2 separate regions of the Sus scrofa genome follow, and region 1 is linked to region 2. Evidence: chromatin contacts called from public targeted proximity ligation data. All regions are on one chromosome and are shown on one strand. The core of a region is the stretch at or near the end of the contact, and the rest is flanking DNA. Distances in the headings are between cores, read along the strand shown.

Region 1 (3,761 bases), core at 394-2,893, 180 kb after region 2:
ATAGAGTTCCCCAGTCAGGGATCAGATCAGAGCCGCAGTTGTGATCTAAGCCACAGCTGCAACAATGCCAATCCTTAACCTATTGCGCTGGACAGGGGTTCAAACCCCCGTCCCAGGGCTCCTAAGACACCGCCGATCCCCTTGCACCACAGCGGGAACACCAGAGAATGAACACATCTTGACAGCCTTGCCCTCTGGCCTTGTGTCAGTGCCCCCCAGAGAGCCCCTCTAGGTCAGCTCCGTGCCACCTAGAAGGGAGACCTGCTGCTCTGCCCCCACCTGTGTCACTAGCCTGCCCTGCCGTCTCACTTGCCCTCCAGTGACCGCAAGGGCCGAGCTATCCCCTTGAGTCCAGGGTGCAGCCCTCTGGCGAGCCCTGGCCTAGCCTCCCCAGGCTGCGCCAGGCTTCCGAGTCTGACTTGTGCATTTGCATGCTGTTTCCCTTCCCCTCTGCGAAGGCCTGGAAACGAACACTTCTCAGACAGTCTGGATGAACTTAAGTGTGATCCTGCCCCCTCCGAACTCACGGCCATGGTTCAGGTAGACAGGGGGACCAGTGAGCATTTACCCAATGGCATCTCATCCAGGTAAAAGCCCTTGGCAGAGGGTTAGCAGCTCCGGGCTACAGCTGCGGGGAAAAAAGCCCCGCCACGTTTTTTCACGAAGCCATTACCTGTTCTCCCTCCAGTCCCATGATCTTGGGGATCGACGGCCCGCAGATGTCAATGTCTAGGAGAGCCACCTGGGGGACGAGAAGAGACAGAGCAGGGGGTGACTGGGCGCAGAGTCCCTGGACGGGGTTCCAAGGAAAGGAGGGCAGGAGAGGATGCAGGAAGCTGGGTCAAACCGGGACCAGATGACCTCACGAGGGAGTCAGGCTGACCTTCCGGGCCCAGGAGACACAGCCTCGACTCCTGATGAGAACTTGGCAAAGGACCTCGACACCCCCAGCCCCCCCAGCTGCCCTGAGTCTGCCCTGTTGCCAGGGGGATCTTATGGGTGTCAGGTCCCTTCAAGATTCAGGTCCAGGCACTGTCTACTTGGCCCTTAACCCTGTGCTGGTGTGTATGTGTGTGTGTGTGCAAAGATCACTATCCCTGCTTCACAGAAGAGGAAACGGAGGTTCAGAGAGGCCCAGAGGCTTGTTCAATGAGCAGGGAGCAGAGCTGGGGCATGAACCAAAGTCTCCAGACTCCAGCACCAGGGCTCTTCCCGCGAGCCTTGGGGCCTGGCGAGGGCCAAAGTGGATCCTCAGCTGGGCTCGGACCAAGCTCCGTTTTCCTTTGATGCTAAAGGTTAACAATGACTTGGCCTCCACTTCCAAAAAAAGAAGCCAAACCTGAGGACAGCTACCCGAGTTCTGTGCTGGTTAACATGGGGCGTGGATGACTCCTTCTACCCCAAACGCCCTGCTCTCCAGGCGGGAAAAATGAAAGGGTCTGGGACAGCCTTCAGCTGTGTTCATCCTGAACGCTCTCCCGTCTGAGATCCAAAGTACAGCAGGTCTGGGTAGCTTTTTAACTGCCCTCAATTCGTTTCTGGCTTCCTTCAGGCCTCTCAGAAACCCTGACCTCCCGCGGTCCTCACAGGACCTCACAGCGTGGTCAGGAGGGCGGCTCATCCTTCCGATCCCTGCTGGCCTCGCACGCCCCCTGCTGGACCCCGGGAAGAGTGCAGCAGAACCAGGCTCATCCTCTAGACCCACGTCCTAGGCCTGGCAGATGCTTTAGGCGGATGCGTGTTGAGGATCCAGCGTCTTACATCAGAGCCCCACGACCTGGGAAATTACACCACCACTGCGACACTAACGAGACCCTTCATCAACACTCTCAGGTCTCTAGCCCCTCAGTCTAGAAAGTCTCTCTCGTGGGGCCACTTTAATCAGTTTCCTTTTGAGGACACCCCCCCTCCTGCCACCTTGGCCACCGACGCCCCATGACCAAGGGGATATCTTGGGCAAAGTGATGCAAGAAACAATCACGTGCTCGCATCCCCGTGGTGGGACCCGAAAAGGCCGCGGCACATTCCTGCTACCCCCACTCTCTCAGTGGCCGTGTGCCATCCCCTTCAGACTCCCTGCTGATCCTGCCGCTGCCCCGTCCGACGCATTCCCTTTCTGCTCCAGGGAAGCCAGAGAACCTTAGAGACCCCTAGCTGGGAGACACGTGCCTGCATTAATCCTCACAGACTCTCTGTGGAAGGTGCCAGAAGCCTGATGAGAAGAGGAAGCCCAGCCACACCTCTTCCCAGCCAGAAAATGGTTGAACAGGTGTGGCAGGGCTGTCAGGATCCACGTTTCCCTACCCAGCGCCCCATGCTTCCCCTTGAGAGGTCACTGGAAGCGGCCTCTCATCTTAATTCTAGGCGCTCCGAGGCGTGTCACTTGGCACAGGAGCCCTCTCCTGCCAGCTCTGTCTGAGCTGCTCATCTATGAAGCCAGTGTTTCAGGAGGTCATTAGGCCCCTTCCAGCGCTCAAGTCTACAAGCCCTGAAGCCCCCAGTGTGACTCTTTCAGTGACGGTGAGCCTTTCAGATCACAGGCGGGAGGGTCAGCTGTAACTTTCGGGAGCTGCTCTTGCAGCGGAAAGAAGGCATGGGATGCTGGGTCATCTCCAGGCTCAGGTCAACACCGCGCAGGCTCCTCTTTTCACCCCAACCTGCACACTCCCCGGCCTGCCTGCGAGCAGTCAGGGGCTACCCTGTGACTCGAGGCCCCTTATGAACTGTCAGACACCCGCCAGCCTGAGCACTGCCATGGAACAGCCTTGCTGGGAGTGGGTAATGAACCGTCACCAGGTGGCAGGAGAAAAGGACGGGTGGTCGGTACCATCCCACTGAATGTAGGGTGCGCGCGCATGCCACTTGGCTTTAATTAGCAAGACCCTCCATGTGAGCTCTGTGCCTACCCCGGGTGCCCCCGGCAGACAGTGATAGTTTCTGTCCTGAGCAGGTATTCGGGGAAGATACACTTTCGTGCATGCTGACGTTTCTGTTAAACACCAGCGCCCAAAGACACCCAGCTCCTCTAGCCTGTCTCCAGCAGGCCGTGTGCCCCCCTCAGTGTGCTGCAGTCAGGACGTGCGCACAGTAGGGCTTTAGGACATAATTACACGGAAGCACATGGGTCTGTGTAAACAGCTTCAGATTCCAAGCGGCTCCTTGCAGCCGACCCAGTTAAAGAGCATCTCCAGCTGTTTAAGAAGATGCCTGACAGCTTCTAAAAGCAAAGATTATTCTGGGTACCATGGATCATTTCAGAAAACACATTTCTTGGCCAGCCACTTGGCCAATACAAAGCTGAGCCTCAGAGACCAAGAGATTGCTAACAGAAGGATGGATCGGCAAGTGGTATCTTGAACCTGCTCAGCCCTGCAGACTGGGTGGGCTACAGACTCATTATTTCCAAAGCAGAAGTCATTCCCTTTCTTACAGTGGCAGGGGCAACAGGAAGCCTGAAAGGGCCAGGTCACAGCCCCTGGGACATATGGTTAGCAGGACCTTGCAGTGGCATACGGTAGTAACAACGGGGGCTGTTGGGAACATTTTGGGGGCGCTTCCTGTGCATCAGGCACTGTTAAGCATTTTACACTTACACACATCATCTTGCTCAGCCCTGAGTCCCATTTTACAGATGAGAGAACTGAGGCAGAGGCGGATAACCGCCCAAGGTCACAGCAGTGGCATGGGAGGAGTCGGCACGTGATCGTGGGCAGACTCCACAGCAGGTGTTCCTGGCCACCATGCTAAGCTGCGCCCACCTC
Region 2 (3,448 bases), core at 726-3,225:
AAATGTGTTGTGGGAGCTGGATTGGGATCCTAGAGCAGAAAGAGGATGTTAGTGGGAAAACTGGCAAAATCCAAATCAGGTCTGGAGTTGATGGAATAGTAATGTTAGCATCTCAGCTTTTTTTTTTTTTTTTTTAAATAATTTATTCTTTCTTTGCTTCATTTTTATTTGTTTATTTTTTGGTATTTTTAGGGCCGTACCCACAGCATATGAAGGTTCCCAGGCTAAGGGTCCAATTGGAGCTGTAGCCACTGGCCTACAACACAGCCACAGCAACACCAGATCTGAGCCGCATCTGCAACCTACACCACAGCTCACGGCAACACCGGATCCTTAACCAACCGAGCAAGGCCAGGGATCGAACCTGTATCCTCATGGATGCTAGCCAGATTTGTTTCTGCTGAGCCTTGACGGGAACTCTGCATCTCAGTTTTGACAAAATGCACTCTAGGCATTTAAGGCATTAATGGGAAAACAGGGTGAGGAGTAAATGGGGACTTTCTGTCCCCACCCCCATCTAAATCTAAAATTATCCCCTAACTTAAAAATGGATTAAAAACAAATTTTCTCGGGCCTCTGTTGGGCAGCCATTTAAGAATCACTGGGCCTCTAAGAGCGCAGCAGTTTCTCTACATGACAGATGGTACTAAGTTCATTTTAGTAAAGGGGCCATGGTTTCTAATCTTCACCTCAAGGGCCTTTCTCGTTTCCATAAACAGACACCAAACAACCAACCAACAGTATACTCCCCGGGGATCCTTAAAGGCAACCAGTCCCGTTTAGGAGCGACACCCACTTCACGCATGTTTTCCCCTGGGTATCACAGCCGGTGTCACTGGTTTGCCTTCTAGACAATTTGCATTTTCCACAGTATCTCTACCTTAGCTAACCTTACTGATGAAAATACAGAGCTACCAGAAAATCAGGATATCTAATAAGAAGTTGGGCTAGGAGTCAAACACCTCTATTTATTTTAAATTTGTTTTTAAGTGGCCTCAATACTTATCACTGAAATTGTTTTCTATAAAAAGAACATCTGTGTTTGGTGGTTGTCATAACCCCAATTCTTCTGTACTCAGATGTTGGGACAGGTCTGTTGGAAAAAGCAGTTGATGGGCTATGGTCCTTGCTTTTTAACTGTCCAGTAGGGACACCTTTTAAAATTATCGTTTGCTTTTATTTCTTGAGTGCCTATTCGGTACTAGGCACTGGGCAGAGCACTTGCTCTCTCTCATTTAAAGATGAGGAAAGTACAGTGGCCTAAGACTGCTCATCTAGTAAGTACAAGAGTGAGAGAAACCCTTCCATGGGCTCCAGAGCGTGAGCCACTGCTCCACTTACCAGCTATGTGACCTTGAGCATAAACAAGGATGGAGGTGGGGTGACGATGAGGATGGGGACAGGGATGAAGACGGAGATGGGAATGAAGATGGGGATGGGAAGGGGAGGAAGATGGGGATGAGGATGAAGATGGCGACAGAAACGGGATGAAGATGGGGGTGAAGATGGAGTTGGGGATGAAGATGGGGATGAGAATGGGGTTAGGGATGAAGATGAGAATGGGGATAGGGATAAGAATGGGGGTGGGGATGGGGATGGCTACATGGCCTCCACCCTGGAGAAGCTGGAAGACTTAGAAGGATTTATCTCCTAAGAGCTCTGCACTGTGGCCATTCAACAGTAAACACAGCAAAAGCCCTTACTGTCTCCCCCAGGGAAGGGTCTTTTAAGTTGACCAAGAATCTAACTACCCAAGACATTTTCTCCTTCCTTTGGGGAGATAATGAGACATTACTAGGAAAAGTATCCATCACATTTTCAGTTTTTCTGGAGACATTCATTTCCATAACCCTCCCATTTTTAGCTGGCATTTTTACAGTGTTTCAAGGACATTTTATAGAGAGAGACAGAGACGGATATCTGTGCAAGACCAAGCTGGCGTTAAATTGTGACATCACCAGGAATGACTCATGGTACACAGTTAGAAAAATAGTCACGGGAGGAAGAAGAATCAAAAAACAACAAAAAACCAGATGCCCTTACTCAAATACAGAGCTGTCATTCTGATCCCCCCAGATCAGGATCTCGGTGATGGATCGAATGGTCTCCACCAGCAGGTTCCGGTTCTGCTCTGTGACAGTGGTGTTTTTGGTCAAAACATGGTACAGATACCTGAGAGAAAGGAAAGAAAAGAGAGTTCAAGGTTACCAACTGAAATGGAAGCCAGGCTCAGTGACCACTTGTGACATGTGGGGGACAATTAGGCTGTGCTTTTTTCAGATTTGGTTGTGAGCACAATTCCCACTCAGGAGACATGACTCATCACCCAAGGGAAAACAGCAGCCGATGCCTTGAAGGGTTAAATAGCCAGGGACACGTGACTCAAACTGAAGCAAGATCTTCAGCTTTTCAAGACAGCCATCCTCAGACTGAGAGCTGGACAAATGGGCTGCAGACCCCCGGAGACTCAGACCCGGCAGAACTAAGGGTAGACCAGGCACCGCCGGCCTTCTCCACACTCTCGCAGGCGATTCCCGCGTCGGGGAGCAGGTGGAGGTGCAGGGCTCAGCCCAGGAGCCTGACGCACAACCGGGCAGATACAGGGATGACAGGTGGAGTCAGAGACCCGGGATGGGGGTCCCGGAGCTGAGGGCAAAATCATGTGCACTCGTGCTCACCTTTGAATGGCCCATAACCCCCCGTGATGTGCAGAATGCCCATCAGGACTGAGGGCTCAAATGACACAGGTGGCGCCAAACTTATTTGCTGAGCACAGACTAATGCAAAATGGGTTTGGGAGGCAAGGGCTACGTCCCTCACCCACCCAAACATGCCTGGAAGGCCTCGCTGCTTCAGATCTGTGCCAGCTGCTGGAGCAGAGACAAAGGCCTGGCCCAGCCCTCAAGGCCCTCTGCCACTGGTGAGGCCACCGCAGGAATCACAGAGGCCAGTCCTGAGTGGTGTGGGACTAGCTAACTAGCCAGTGCCCACAGGGTGCCAACTGGCGCAGCTTTTAAGAGACAATGTCTCCAGACTAAGGCGACTTCAGCTGTCATGGCATGGGAAGGAAAAGGGGACAGCAAGAGGGACTGACTCAGCAACAGTCACCTCCTGACTTCTGGTCACTTCAGTTGGGGGGTGAGGGCTGGTGACGGCAAGGTAGGGAAAGGTTAGATAGGTCGCAAATCTCTAAAAATGGGTAGGACGTGTAGAGGTGGAACCTTGCAAATGGAACAACAGGGAACGATCTGCTGCTTTCGGGGGCTGGGTTTTATTTATTAGTATTTTCGATCTTCGTTATACTTTAAAGATATGGTATAATTCGTCACTGAATCATTTAATTAATCTAATTAAAAACTGCATCAACTCTGTTTTTGTTTTTTGGGTTTTTGGGGGGTTTTGTTTTTGTTTTTTTGCTTGTTAGGGCTGCACCCGTAGCATATGGAAG

What was found.
Region 1: a contact with region 2 is called in a targeted proximity ligation map of alveolar macrophages. A contact is called at or near these places in 1 of 5 promoter capture datasets (fetal skeletal muscle) and 1 of 2 datasets of targeted methods (alveolar macrophages).

What each region holds. Positions count from the first base shown.
Region 1 is chr3:32,322,723-32,326,483 of Sscrofa11.1, forward strand. NUBP1 (nucleotide binding protein 1) reads right to left here. Exons shown (of 11, transcript NM_001243382.1): 4 at 674-742. Among named protein-coding and RNA genes, the nearest start is that of NUBP1, 7.2 kb to the right of the region's middle.
Region 2 is chr3:32,143,161-32,146,608 of Sscrofa11.1, forward strand. CLEC16A (protein CLEC16A) reads right to left here. Exons shown (of 25, transcript XM_021086617.1): 2 at 2,044-2,172. Among named protein-coding and RNA genes, the nearest start is that of CLEC16A, 13 kb to the right of the region's middle.